Linked DNA regions of Oryzias latipes: region 2 is linked to region 1. The links are chromatin contacts, called in public Hi-C maps. All regions are on one chromosome and are shown on one strand. Each heading gives the region's core, a stretch centred on a gene start, on an enhancer-like site or on the middle of the called end of the contact. The rest is flanking DNA. Distances are from core to core; before and after follow the strand shown. Region 1 has its middle 7.5 kb from the start of tmem174. Region 2 has its middle 24 kb from the start of foxd1.

Region 1 (2,927 bases), core at 220-2,719:
AATAAATACATATGGTCATTAATTGACATTTAAAATTTTGAATTTATTTTTACAGCTTGGATTTTTTTTTTGTCCTTAAACTATTGTAAAAGTCAAATATCACACAATTTAAAGAAATTTAATCTGTACAGCAAGCAGTTTTAGTTTTTTGTCATCTCAAGGTTAATTCCTTTTTAAAAGTTATATATATATATAAGTGTGTGTGTGTGCAGAAATATATATATATATATTAGGTTTTTACCTTTTTCTCCCTAAATTTTTTTTCTAAAGTTTTACCCTTTGTGTAATTTATACTTTTTTTTAATTACGCCTCATTTTTTATTATTTGCTTCATTTTAAAATGTATCTGCTTTTAATTAAGTTTTTTTTTTCTCTCAGATTATAAACCCTATATAATGTTGATTATATCGAAATAATGACATGGTTTTGAATTCCAATATTTCTGAAATTGTCTTATTTTTAAACTTTTTAAAATTAACCTTATATATAAAAATCTATATTTCAGTTGTCAGAATTGTCAACCTTTCATTTTCACCTGTTTGACCATTTTTATAGAACTATTTTCCATTTAATATCCTTAGTTTCCTATTCAAATAAGTGTTTTATTGTTATTAGTTTTGCTTTTTTACTTATCGCTTAATATTAAAATTTTAAATTTGAAAACTTAAGTTTGAAAGTAATTTATCTTTCTACTTCAAACTTTTCAAGTTATTTTTTTCAATGTAAACACTTTTAGAAAACAGAACTAAGTACAATGTTAAACTCCTCGATTTGCAAGGAGATACATTTCTCACACTTTTTTTATGGCGGAAATGAAAGTGTTTAATAAAAGCACAAAAAAGCTCCTGACAGCATTTATTGTTATTATCTTAATTGCAAAAGCTGATCTGTGTCTGAAACCCCCCTGAGATCATTTTTAGCAGCTTCGAGTCTTCCAAACAAGTCCCCGGGCGTCCCTCCGTCTTCGCTGCTCTCTGCTCACTCCGTGCGCTTTGGCGCGCGTTACTGCGTAAAAGAGCCAGAGCTCGGAGACTTGGGAGTGGAGGGTGGGGTGGGGGTGGGAGCACAAATGAATTCCACGTTTGCAGGAAAACACGCTGGAGGCGCAGTGAAACTTTGTTGTTTATGAAGAACACGTGAAACCAATCAAATGTGAATTATCTTCCTGTTGTTGCAGCTTTTGTCGTTTGCTGGTTCTGCTGCTCTCGCCAGCGGTGTCACCACCTCCCAGCGTTACGGACGCACGTGGAGAGAGCTCACATGCACCCGCAGTGACAGACGAGCGCGAACGTGCGTCTCTACTGTTCTTTACATTCTGGATTTTCAAACTTCTTCCATCTATTCGCTCTTTCTCCCATACACGGACGTGCACGAGGAGCGTCAAAACTTCATGGACGACGTTATAACTAAATACACTACTTATAACGGCTTAAAAAATGCCTTTTTGCAGCGTGTCTCACTGTGAGGCTTTGCCCCGCCCACCACAGCAAGCATAAACCAATCAAATCAATTGTTACATGTACAAGGACTATTAGTTTGAATCCATCTGCATTCGTTGGCTGGTAATCTTTAAAGAGTTGAGATCATCTAACATTATGAGGCCCATAATGTCCAATTTAGCTGATGTCCCCCTACTAAAAAAATCATTTATTAAAAAACAAAAATACAGCCCGGTAAACACACTTTAGAACTGAATTTCCGCATCTGCTGACATCAAAATTTGGGGCATATTTGAGTCATTTTTGCTTTTTGTGAACTTTTACAGCGAAAAGCCTCATTTCTCCTCTTCTGTAACAACTTCCTCAAGTTTCCCTTCCCTTTTTTTCTTCTCCTTTTACGACCAGTCTCCCTTCCCGGTCCACCTCAGAGAGCAGGTGTTCAGCTCATTCAGGCAGGGGTGCGGTGAGGTCAGCCTCATCAGCTGCAATATTACAAATGGCCATATATGTTCATGAGGGGGAGACCACCGAGGATCATGGGACTGGGTTCTGACTGCTGCAGCCAGTCACACGTGGATCTGGGATTTGTTTCAGCAAGTCTGTGGAAAGAGATTTATGAACAGCCTTCACTTTAATGTCTTAACATTTATGAGAATTTTGAAGGATTTCTACAAATATGAGCCTTTATGTTCTATAAAAAAAAAGATATTATTCTGTCAGATGTGGTAAATGTAGTTATAGATGGTTAGAAATGTGTTAAAGTCTACAGTTGCAGAGAGTGACACATATATTAATCAAGCACAAGAGGCATAATGCAACAACACAAGTCAAATATGGCAGACTAACAGAAAAGGAAAAAGATTCTGTTTTAATTGTTTAAATACTGAGCCACATGGCATTAAAAAAATTACCAGTTCTCTCAAATTAATAATTTGTGTGCACAAATAAAAGGATTTGGGGGGGGGGGGGGGGGGGGGGGGGTACATATTAGCATTTTGTGTGCATCACATTTAGTATCATCAATTCCAACTTTTTATTTGTGGGCACAAAACACTGACTTGTTCACTAAAATGCTAATTTGGACTCCAAGAAATGTTCATAAGATGCTTATTTGTGGTCAGACAGAAATTTATCATTTTTAATTTATGTGCTGCAAATATATATATTTTTCTCACTACAAGCAAATTTGTGCACACACAATCCTAATTTGTTCTCATTACATGCTAATTTGTTAACACAAAATACTAATTTGTTCTCACATGCTAATTTGAGCACACAAAATGTGAATTTTTTTCTACCAAAATATACATTTGTGACCATAAAATAACAGTTCTTGACTACAAAATTGTGATTTGTGTGCTCAAAATGCAAACGTGTTCTCACACGCTAATATTTCCCACAAAACATTAATTTGTGACAAGTCTTTTCCAGGGCTCCCTAAACCAACTTCACAAAACAGAATGAACTCAGCTACACATTCCTTCTGAG
Region 2 (2,927 bases), core at 122-2,621, 64 kb after region 1:
GAACTAATCGAAATTAATGTTTAAAAATTATGATTTGAGCTTTTCAAGCAGGCAAAAAGTTAAAGAAAAATCTTCACACTTTGAATTGTGAACACAAAAAGTTTCATAAATCCCCTAAAATCTTCAACGTTTGCACATTTTGCATAATTTCAGTTTAAAGGTGCATTTAAAATTGTTAAAATTTTATGCAACAGGGTGAAATTTCATATGGAAAAACTTATTTTTATCAAGTAAAAACTTTGAAAGGTTCATTTTTGCATTAAAAGGCTTTAAGTTTTATTTTTAAATGTATGCTCATTTTGAATAAAAATTAATTTTAAAACATGTTTAAGTTACATATACGATATGATTTGGCTGCTTGCTTAAATCTTCCAGCTAAAGTCCGGAAGTTAAACGAACAAGAAGGAAAACTAAATTGGAGCACCCAAAACGTTGGGGTTCTTTGAAAAAACTGAACCATTAACTCTGACTGTACACTTTTTTCAGATTTTGAAATCAATTTGAAAACAAAAACTTTAAAAATATGATAACAGACAACAGTTTACATGCATGCAATAGGGTGAAATCTCAGGCAAAGAGTTCTGAATTCTTAAATTCTAAAGAAAACCTGAAGCTTTTATTTTGAAATTTAACATATCAACACATTATAAAATATTCATATTTAAAACATAAAATGTTAAATCTACTGAGTAAAGATTTAACTAATATCCTGATGTTAAAAAAAAAGCTGGTACAAGCTATCTTTAAAAAATAAAAGCAAAAAAGTCCTTTTTGTTACTTTAAAAAAAACAAACTTAACATTTTTATGTGGGACATTTTGCCAGAAAATATTACAAAATTCATTTTAGTTGACCTTTTATTGAATTGATTTATTATTGCTTAATTTAAAGAAGCATCTTTTCAGTTTTTACATTCATTTAAAATGAATCATCTTAAATAAATTCTAACTGTGACTTCTGTAAAACAGCTTTTACAAAAGCCTCAAATTTCTACAAAAAGTTAAAGCTCTAACTTTTAGGGTTTTATTTGCACATGTTGAATGTAATCAACTACAAATGTAACCCTTAATGTGCTGTTGTGAATGAGTGAAAGAAGGGAAAATCTCTGCTGGGAGATGAATGCTTCTAACTGTGGAGTTTTTGGGATTAGACACATCAGCCTCAGAAATGCAGCCTCATGTCACGTATACATGTCTCTTGTTATGTGCACACACCTCATTTACACTAATCCAGGTTGTAACAAACTCGGGTCACGAGCACAAAGAGTCCTGTCTGCTGGAATTCCCTTGGGTCAGAAAGAAAGCTGTGTTTTGAGGACCTTCTTAGCAGTCTTTGCTTAACTGGCCTTTGACCCCACACAGGCCTCTTTAGTGAGGGGCCATAATCCACCTAACATGGATTTAAACAAACAGTGTAGTCCGTAACACTCAGCCGTTACACTCTGTCTCATTTGGGGTTCTGGGGTTGTGATCTGTTTCGTTAACTTGGAAGCGGCTTCTCGCCGCCATGTCACGGGATGAAAGGGAGCTGCGACCCAAATGGAGGCGCGGCCGGTTCCGGTTGCGTCCGTACAGCTGTGTCTGCGACCCTCGCACCTCTGCCCTCCTCCCCGCAGCTCCAAGCTCCACCGCCTCCCTCCAGAACTCTGAAAAAACGTCATCAATATTTTGCCTGACCTTTGACTTGACCCGCGCAGTCAAACAAAGGGATTCTGGGTACACTAAATGGCCTGGCTTTGCTGCAGAGGGCAGACTAATGAGAAGATGTCGTCTCTAGTTTATAGTTGAGTCCAGAAAGCAGCGGAGCGGAAAAACAACCAGGCGTTCCGTTAAGCTGCCTCACGCAAACGTTCAAAGCGGGGGCATTGAGAGTCAGACTCAGTCAGCCAGAGTCTTGCACCTCCTTCAGATACTTCCTCCTCTCCGCTGCATCAGTGTGGAGTTCTCAGCTTTTTCCGGACTAACAGAAACTTCAGGAGTGAGTGCTGCTTAACTGTATGTTTAGCTATTGATGCGCTCCTCCCTCAGCCCATCTCCTGCTGCTCCTCCAGTCTCCGTTAGAGTAACAGCTGACTGCTTAGCCTCTACTTTTCCATTTGATTCAAAAGTTTGGTGAGCAGCTGTTTTACGTCCTCCAGCATGACAGCAGCATGTTTATGGAGATTTTAAACTGATATGAGATCCTATGGGATTGGGCTGCAGGTGAAAGCATGGTTTTTGAATTTTTTTGTTTTCTAACCTATTGCTGTTCATGATTTTATACTTCAAAGCTGACGACTCTGATGAAAATTATGTTTTTGAAATGTTCTTGTGTCCTTTTTCTGAAGATGGAAGGCATATGTTAGGAAAATGAAGCTTAAAATTGCATTTCTGAGTATTTTTTTTAATTCAAATTGTTGTGAACCAAGAGCAGACGAATAAAGTGTATTTGTGACATTGAAAAAACACCACAAGCTTGCTGCTATGAGCAATCTGCACCACCCCCAAGAACTCCTGCCGCTCTGCAGATACTATGTCCTCGAGAACGTCACATTAGCATTTTGGCCCAAAGTGACACAATCATAATTAAAAGACCACTCAATGCTTTGAATTTTTTTTTTAACAATCAGCATGTGTCTTTAAGGCTTTACTAAGGAGAACGGGCAGAAAAAAAATCAGAGGTCAACTATTGAGCAGAAAATCCTTTTGAAAATACAATTTCAATACAAACTGAGATTTTTACATGCAAATATATAGCCATCACTATATCATTTGGACTAATTTATTTACTGCAAAGGCAAAGTGAGTGTCTGGAGCTTTATCACTGTCTGCATTCATCATTTCTTTCTGATGTGAACTCCTTTAATATAATTTTTTTAACTAAGCCTACATGATTCCCCAAATGAAAGTGGATTGTGCTGCAAAAGAAATGATTATAATCCCAAAAAGA

Evidence for each region. Hi-C and Micro-C count contacts between places; a contact is called where the count stands out from the background.
Region 2: a Hi-C map of embryo shows a contact between it and region 1, with 1.7 times the contacts expected there. The contact joins two enhancer-like sites. A contact is called at or near these places in 3 of 5 Hi-C or Micro-C datasets (all in embryo).

Annotation. Positions count from the first base shown.
Region 1 is chr12:5,386,107-5,389,033 of ASM223467v1, forward strand. No RefSeq gene overlaps it. Among protein-coding and RNA genes, the nearest start is that of tmem174, 7.5 kb to the left of the region's middle. Within about 2 kb of position 1,470, at least 4 of the 8 cell types and tissues checked have an H3K27ac peak or open chromatin away from gene starts, as enhancers often do. A contact at or near this core is called in embryo, where this site is marked.
Region 2 is chr12:5,449,855-5,452,781 of ASM223467v1, forward strand. No RefSeq gene overlaps it. Among protein-coding and RNA genes, the nearest start is that of foxd1, 24 kb to the right of the region's middle. Within about 2 kb of position 1,372, at least 1 of the 8 cell types and tissues checked has an H3K27ac peak or open chromatin away from gene starts, as enhancers often do. A contact at or near this core is called in embryo, where this site is marked.